2 separate regions of the Sus scrofa genome follow, and region 1 is linked to region 2. The links are chromatin contacts, called in public HiChIP or PLAC-seq maps. All regions are on one chromosome and are shown on one strand. The core of a region is the stretch at or near the end of the contact, and the rest is flanking DNA. Distances in the headings are between cores, read along the strand shown. Region 1 holds the start of RILP (rab-interacting lysosomal protein). Region 2 holds the start of PITPNA (phosphatidylinositol transfer protein alpha isoform).

What was found. HiChIP or PLAC-seq counts read pairs in DNA pulled down with a chosen protein or histone mark.
Region 1: a contact with region 2 is called in an H3K27ac HiChIP or PLAC-seq map of alveolar macrophages. The contact joins the promoter of RILP here to the promoter of PITPNA in region 2. A contact is called at or near these places in 1 of 5 promoter capture datasets (liver), 16 of 47 Hi-C or Micro-C datasets (blood, embryonic fibroblasts, fetal liver and 6 more) and 2 of 2 datasets of contacts at active chromatin or transcription factors (alveolar macrophages and skeletal muscle).

Annotation. Positions count from the first base shown.
Region 1 is chr12:47,858,198-47,862,416 of Sscrofa11.1, reverse strand. RILP (rab-interacting lysosomal protein) reads left to right here and starts at 1,988. Exons shown (of 17, transcript XM_013990001.2): 1 at 1,988-2,385; 2 at 2,460-2,553; 3 at 2,633-2,739; 4 at 2,831-3,076; 5 at 3,285-3,430; 6 at 3,940-4,062. The coding sequence starts at 2,158. It overlaps SCARF1 (scavenger receptor class F member 1), which reads left to right and starts at 1,974. Exons shown (of 17, transcript XM_003358192.4): 1 at 1,974-2,385; 2 at 2,460-2,553; 3 at 2,633-2,739; 4 at 2,831-3,430; 5 at 3,940-4,062. PRPF8 (pre-mRNA-processing-splicing factor 8) reads left to right here. Exons shown (of 43, transcript XM_021067568.1): 40 at 169-309; 41 at 441-580; 42 at 683-885; 43 at 1,043-1,376. The coding sequence ends at 1,197.
Region 2 is chr12:47,782,819-47,786,819 of Sscrofa11.1, reverse strand. It overlaps PITPNA (phosphatidylinositol transfer protein alpha isoform), which reads left to right and starts at 1,433. Exons shown (of 13, transcript XR_001304419.2): 1 at 1,433-1,715.

The DNA.
Region 1 (4,219 bases), core at 739-3,238, 75 kb before region 2:
CATGACGCAAGGGAATTCCTTAACCCTGGGTGTTTCTGATGCAGGAGATTCTGACCGCATTTTGAGAAACTCTGTTCTTGTTCTTGGAGAAGCGAATGAGACACAGCTGACAGTCACGCGTCTGGGTTGGTACTAAGAATCTTTGGTTTTTGACCTCCTCGTCTCTAGATTGCAGGGTACCTGTATGGGGTGAGTCCACCAGATAACCCCCAGGTGAAGGAGATCCGCTGCATCGTGATGGTGCCACAGTGGGGCACTCACCAGACCGTGCATCTGCCTGGCCAGCTGCCCCAGCACGAGTACCTCAAGGTCAGTGGGGGTGCAGGTGAACTGGGGCCCTCTGCTCTCAGAGTGGTGGAGGGAAGGCAGGATGTTACTCTAATGGGTGGGATTCCTGGCTGCGGACAAGGCTCAAAGTAACTTCACTGCTCTACCAATAGGAAATGGAACCCTTAGGTTGGATTCATACACAGCCCAACGAGTCCCCCCAGCTATCACCCCAGGATGTCACCACCCATGCCAAGATCATGGCTGACAACCCATCTTGGGATGGCGAGAAGACCATCATCATCACCTGCAGGTGGGCTTGGGCCCCCTTGGGAGGAAGTGTGGTGGGGTAGACATTCCAGGTTAGAACCCAGACGGTGGCCTGAGCTCTGACTCTGTCCCCATCCCTCCTCAGCTTCACACCAGGCTCCTGCACCCTGACAGCCTACAAGCTGACCCCCAGTGGCTATGAGTGGGGCCGCCAGAACACAGACAAGGGCAACAACCCCAAGGGCTACCTACCGTCGCACTACGAGAGGGTCCAGATGCTACTGTCAGACCGCTTCCTTGGCTTCTTTATGGTCCCTGCCCAGTCCTCATGGAACTACAACTTTATGGGTATGTGGGGCATTGCAGGCGGGGAGCGGGGCTGGAAGTGAGGCTGGGGTTAGGCCACCACCCTTAGTCCTTAGGGCCAGACTCTGGTTTGGAGATGGCCCAGGCTGGATGAGGCAGGTGGACCTTGTCCACATGAGACATTTCCTTCTACTCCAAGGTGTCCGGCATGATCCCAACATGAAGTATGAGCTGCAGCTGGCAAACCCCAAAGAGTTCTACCACGAGGTGCACCGACCTTCCCACTTCCTCAACTTCGCTCTCCTGCAGGAGGGTGAGGTCTACTCTGCGGACCGAGAGGACCTCTATGCCTAGCTGTCCCCTCACCCCCTGCTTCAGACTCCCCTAAGGCTAGAGCGTTTTACCCCCACAGACAAGCTGGTGACATTCAGCAGCTTGGCCCCTTTTTCCTCTATTTGTGCTTATTATGTTGTTGATCTCCTGTGACTTGTAATTCTGAACAAAGTATAATAATAAATTTTGTATAAATAGGGGTTTTTGAGGTTTTTTTTTTTTTACCCTGAGCTCAAATTCTGGATGTAGGGATAATAGGCAGGACTTGTTGACAGCAGGGCGTGGGACTGGTTCTTGAGGCCCGCTGTTCAGGGAGCTGTGGGGGTAAGTATCCTCTAGACTCAGAACTAAAGGGGACTTGGACCGTCACACTGTTGCCACCATGACCACACAGGCCGATGTCCCTTCAAAATACTTGCAAACCCTCACCCCTTTTCAACATCTCTTGAGCAGTTGCTGCTGTTTTGAGTGTATAAGCTCCTGGCTTGTCCTCTGCCACTGTGGTATCCAGCCTAGCCCCTTAAGGCTTTGCGTCACTCTCAGTCCATCTTGGAAACAGGCACGGGGCTGGACAGTTGGCTGGCACTGCTGAGGCAGTGACAACCCTCCTACCTCTCACCTCCTCCTGTTGAGCTGGCGGCCAAGTCAGGCCCAGTGACTCCAGACACAGGGGTGGAGCCTGGCTTGGGCACTGCGGGGAGGGCTTGACAAAAGTGACCACTTAGAGCCCTGAGCCTCAGCTCCAGGCCGCCTGGCTGGAAGTTGGCTGTCCTGCTTCCTGTGACCTTGGGGGCTTGAACAGGACTGGGCCCAGGGCACAGAGACTCCCTTGCCAGGCCTTTTCCCTTAGTTGCTCCTCCCTTGTCACTTCTACTCCGCCCTCTACTGCCCTAAACTGCTTCCTGGGCCGGGACTTTGTTTTTTTCCTGCCCTAGTTGGGGGCGTGGGGAGGGTGTCGCAGCCCCAGTCGCCTTGGGAGACATGGAGCCCAGGAGGGTGGCTCCTGGGGCGCACGACTGGGGGCCTCGGGTGGACGCGGGGTCCGGGACGGCCGCGGAGCTCGTGTACCACCTAGCGGGGGCCCTGGGCACTGAGCTGAAGGAGCTGGCGCGCCGCTTCGGGCCGGAGGCTGCGGCCGGGCTCGTGCCGCTCGTGGTGAGGGCGCTGGAGCTTCTGGAAAAGGCGGCCGTCGGGCCCGCCCCAGACTCGGTGAGTCACGGCCAGCTCCCCTCGCCACCCGAGGGGTCGGCGGGGCCTGACCCTGAGAGCCTGGCCTCCCCCAGCTGCAGGTATCGGCGCAGCAGGCCGAACTGGAGCTGCGGCGGCTGCGGGAGGAGAACGAGCGCCTCCGTATAGAGTTGCGCTCTGGGCCACAGGGTGAGTACGGACGCGCCGGGATCGGGGCACGGCGGGGCGGCTCCGCTGAGGGCCACACCTAAGAACGCCCCTTCCTCAGAAGAGCGCGCTCTGCTGCGGCAGCTCAAGGAGGTGACCGACCGCCAGAGAGACGAACTCCGAGCTCACAACCGTGACTTGCTGCAGCGCAGCCAGGAGACCGAGGCGGTGAGGGCGGGGCGGGGCCGACTACGGGAGGCGGGGCTCTCCCGGCCCCCGTCGCCCCGCCCACCAGCCACCGCCTTTGCTCCGCCCACAGTTGCAGGAGCAGCTGCAGCGCCTCCTGCTGGTGAATGCGGAGTTGCGGCACAAGCTGGCCGCCGTGGAAACCCAGCTGCGCGCCGCGCGGGACCGCGAGAGCGAGCGAGAGCTGCAGCGCGAAGCGGCCGTGGGGCCGCCTCCAGAGCGGGCGCGGGGCCAGGCCGGAGGTCCCGTGGGTGAGCAGGGTCAAGAGCCCGAGCGGGGGGCCCCCGACGCCGGAACCCAGGGGACCCCTGAGAACCCGGTGAGTGCCATAGGTGGTCAGGGACTCGTGGGCGCTCGGGAAAGGTTTGCTGTGCTGCGTAGCCGGGCCACCGGGAAATTGGAAGGCGGTACGAGCCAGAGCACTGGTCTGGCATCCCTTGGAGTGCCCTGGCCTCTCAAGTCTCCCAGCGGGTCGCGGGGGGCACATCAGCTCCAGCCGCGGCGCCCCCACACCTGTCTTTCCGCAGACGGACGCCCCGCCGCAGCCAGGGCGCCCCCCCAAGGTGGGGCAGTGCAGCTTCAGTCGAGCGGAGGTTGAGCAGATCCTTCAGGAGCGGAATGAGCTCAAAGCCAACGTGTTTCTGCTGAAGGAGGAGTTGGCCTACTTCCAGCGGTAAGGGCGCTGGACGGGGCTGGAGGCTGGGACACCACTCACACCCGCTCCTGATCTGCCTTTTTTTGTTTTTTGGCCACACCCTCAGGATGTGTAAGTACCCGGGCCAGGGATCAACCCGCGCCACAGCAGCGACCCAGGCCACTGCAGTGACAACGGCCGGATCCTTAACCCACTGCCACAGGGAGCTCCCACTTGCCTCATTCTTTGGGTCATTGCTGTATCCACGGGGTCGTGTGCAGGGCACTGTGCGGGCCCTGGAGGACAGAAATCACACAGCTCCTGCCCTCCGGGAACTTCATGCACGGACGGGAGGGCCAGTGCAGAGGGTCAGAGCAGCTACAGCAGCGTGAAGGAACTGCTCCTAGGAAGGGTGACACCTAGGCTAAGGTCTGCGGGGTTAGCAAGGCAGAGTGTCCCCAGAAGGGAGAACAGCGGGCACGGGTGCTTGGGACGGAACCTACTTTCGGCATCCCCACCACTTTTTCTCTGCCCCTCCCCCTGAGTAGGGAGCTGCTCACAGACCACCGGATCCCAGGGCTTCTGCTTGAAGCCATGAAGGTGGCTGTCAAGAAGCAACGGAAGAAGATCAAGGCCAAGATGTTAGGGACCCCAGAGGAAGCAGAGAGCAGGTAAGTCTCTGCCTCCATTCCCACCGAGCCTGGCCACCTTCTGAGGCTGCTGTCTCAGACTGTACCTGTCACCCCAATCCTGTCACTGCTGGAGCCTGTCACCTAGCCTAGTCCCTTCTGGAACCTGCTAACCTGGTCTGGTTACCCATGAGCCTAC
Region 2 (4,001 bases), core at 184-2,683:
GAAGTCAGTGCTGTCCCCCCCAGCTCCCAGGCCAGAGACCTGGGTGGGTTTGCCTCTCTTTTCTCACTCTCACTCTCTCAGCTAATTCGTCAACAGGTCTAGTTGATTTTACCTCCTGAGTTGCTCCTGAATCCATCTCTCCTTCCTTTTTTTCCCCCAGAGCCAAACCTGCGGCATATGGAAGTTCCCAGGCTAGGGGTCGACAGAGCTGCAGCTGCCAGCCAATGCCACAGCCACAGCCACTTGGGATCCAAGACTCTGTGAACTACAACACCGCTCACAGCAACACTGGATCCTTAACCCACTGGGCGAGGCCTGGGATGGAACCCGCATCCTCATGGATACTAGTCGGGTTCATTACCACTGAGCCACAGTGGGAACTCCCATCTCTTCTTTTCCCCCCTTTCCCACCACTATCAGAGCCCACCTCTACCTGGACTTAGGCAGAGGCCTCCCTACTGGTCTCCCTGCCTCTGCTCTGATTCCCTAGGTCCCCTTTTCATCCAGCTGTCAGAGTGAGCCTGACAGCAAACTTGCTTAAAAGCCATAAATGCCCAACCCTGCCCTTAGGATGGACTCCAAACACCTTTTCACTGGCCAGGAACCGCATACTTTGGGTCCAACCCGCTCCCATCTCCTACTGTGCCTCAACCCCCAAATTTGATTTTTGGCCTCAACCACAGTATGCAGAAGTTCCCTGGGCCAGGGATCGAACCCATGCCACAGCAGTGGCCAAGCAACATGCCAAACCGCTGCAGTGACAGCGCCAGATCTTTAACCCCCCTGAGCCACAAGAGAATTCTAATATAGTTTTTCTTTATTTTCAAAAAAATTTTTTTTCCCTCTTTTTATGGCCTCATCTGTGGCACATGAAAGTTCTCCAGCTGGGGTCAAATCAGAGCTACAGCTGAGGCCTACGCCACAGCAACGCCAGATCTGAGCTTCATCTGCGACCTATGCTGCAAATTTACAGTGTTGTGTTAGTTTCAGGTGTACAGCAAAGTGAAATATATATACATATATACGCTCTTTTTCAGATTCCTTTCTCTTATAGGTTATTGCAAAATACTGAGTACAGCGCTATTCAGTAAGTCTTTATTAGTTATCTGTTTTGTACACAGTAGTGTGTATATGTTAATCCCAAACTCCTAATTTATCCCTCCCAATTATTAATATTTTTTGACACAGCCTTTTCCTAGATTTCAAACCACACCACCCTGGAGGCCCATCCCTACAGGGGCATCCCATCCTGCTGCAGTCACCTCTAGGACCCTGCGGGCCCTCTCCCCTCGGCTCCGCCTACCGCCAGGGTCTTGCGCATGCCTGGGGTCCACCCCGGACGCGGATGCTCAGGCCCAGGCCCATTTAAGGACGGGAGGGGGCGGGCCGGGAAGGCTCCGCCTCCGCCCTGAGGTCAGCGCGCAGCGCTGCGTGTGACGCTCTGGTTGCCGCAGAGACGCCCCGCCCCGCGCGGCGCTGCGGAACCGGAGCTCCGGGCGGCGTCGGCAGTGGCGCGGGAGGTGGCGAGGCCAGGGCGGCAGGAGCCGGAGCGGCTACCGCAGCGAGAGCGGCGGCGACAGAGCAGACCACAACGAAGGCGCACAGGCAGCCGAGCCGGGCCACGGGGAGAGCGGCCGCCGGGAAGCGGGCAGGAGGCTGGGCGGGCAGCGGGCAGCTGCCGAGCCGCGAAGCGACATGGTGCTGCTCAAGGAGTAGTGAGTGTCCAGCCGGCGGTGCGGGAGCGAGGAGGGAGGGAGAGCCGAGGATGACGACCAGGGAGGCTGATAGTCTAGCAGAAGGGATGCAGCGGCCGGACGGGGCCCGACGGAATGGAAAGCCCTGGATAGGCTTGTTGGGCGGCACAGCAAGGGGCGAGGGGGACAGCGAGGGCCGGACAGGGCCCGAGGTGGGCCCGACGGGGATAGAGAAGGACAGACAGCACCTGAGGTGGGGTCCAAGGGGCCGTGAAGGCCAAATAGGCTTGAGGAGAGGCCGCGGGGACAATGAGGGCCGGACAGGCCTGAGATGAGGTCAAGGGGACAGGGAGAGCCGGACAGGACATGGGGGGCTGCTGAGGGGAGCGGGAGCACGGGGTAAGATGTGGGGTGGTCCTAGAGTGAAGGCTGAGAGAGGCAAGAGGCAGCCAGAGCTGCAGGAGTGGCAGAGTGTACCCAGAGAGAGGGAGGAGTTGTCTGAGCCTATGAGGAAAGGCGGACAAGGGCAGGCAGGGCCAGGGTGCCGGCCAGTGGTGGGAAAGGGTTTGGGGCTGAACAATACCAAGGGGCACTGGGAGATCAGAAAAGACAGCTTCCAGAATGGAGTTGAGATGATGGGGAAAGAGTGTTGAGGGTAACCTGGGGTATGAGGAGTGGCTGCCTTGGGCATTAGGAGGGTGGTGATCAGTAGACACAGGAAGACGACTGGGGCTGAGTGACAGGGGAAGAGTCTAAGGAGTTAGCAGAGGGGACTGGTTGCCTGACATGATGCCCAGGTGGTGGGCACAGAGGCGGAAGTATTTGGAGTTGGCGGCGCAGGCGGGGAGGGGAGCTTAGGATGTTTGCTTGGAACTTGGAGACGCTTGGGTGAGGAGTCCCGGACATAATGGCCAGGGATAGGGGACAGGGCCAACATGGCCCTGGGGGATTCTCAGTCTTGGTGCAAAGAGATGGGGAAACTGTTTTGAGGAATTATTTTCATAAAGCCATTGACTGAGGAAAGACAGTGAGAGTGAAGGAGTTTCTGAGGAGTGATGCAGAGGCGGGGGGGTTAGCGAGTGACTTCTGGTCAGAGTTTCAGGGAGATGAGCTCGCTCCTGAAATCCAGCGCACTGGGTGACAGGTGGGGATGTTTGTGTGGCTAAATCAAATACGAGGTGACCCATTCCTGAAGCTCCTGGTTCCAAGTAGTCATCTAAGGACTTTTTTCTTCAAAGAGGAGAGATTGGCAGGGTGGGGTGGGGAGGTAGAGCGAGGGATTGGATGTGTACTTTTATTTATTTGTTTACGTATTTTTTTGTGTGTGTCTTTTTTGTATTTTCTTGGGCTGCACCCGCAGCATATGGAGGTTCCCAGGCTAGGGGTCGAATCAGAGCTGTAGCCGCCGGCCTACGCCACAGCCACAGCAACACGGGATCCGAGCCGCGTCTGCGACCTACACCACAGCTCACGGCAATGCCGAATCCTTAACCCACTGAGCAAGGCCAGGGATCAAACCCGCAACCTCGTGGTTCCTAGTGGGATTCGTTAACCACTGAGCCACGATGGGAACTTCTGGATGTGTACTTTTAGAACTTTCTGTGAAACTGTGCCTCCCTGGAGGGGAGGGCAAGTGAGCAGCCTCGGGCCAGAAGCCCGGGAAGCGCGGAAGTGGGAGATGTCCGGGTGAGAGCAGCTGGTGGAGCTCACTCAGCAGCGAGCAGGTGCGTGGAGAGCTGTTTCCATTTTGTCAGGGAGGGGACTTTGCCCCCTCGCATCTGGCTCTGCTCCTTGGAGGTTGCATAGGGCATTTGGGACATGGTGTGGAGCTTTGGATAGCAAAGGGAACAGAGACCCAGGTGTCATCTCAGCCTGACACCTCAGCTGAACAGCATTATTTCAAAGCCCCTCCACCTCTGTGTTTTTTCCGTTTTGTTTTGTTTTGTTTTTAGGGCCACCCCTGCGGCCTATGGAGGTACTCAGGCTAGGGGTCAAATCAGAGCTGTAGCTGCTGGCCTACACCACAGCCACAGCCACGTCAGATCTGAGCTGCATCTGTGGCCTTCACCACAGCTCACGGCAACGCCAGATCTTTAACCCACTCAGCGAGGCCAGGGATCGAACCTTCGTCCTCATGGATGCTAGTCAGATTCGTTTCCGCTGAGCCATGACAGCACCTCCCTCCTCTGTTTCTTGACATCCTCAGAGCTTTGTGTGGTGAAGAAAGAGGAATCTTTCCCCCCTCTTGGGAAGCCCGGAGAGGAAAGCATGGTGCACTTTTTTTTTTAATGGAAGTTCCCTGGCCAG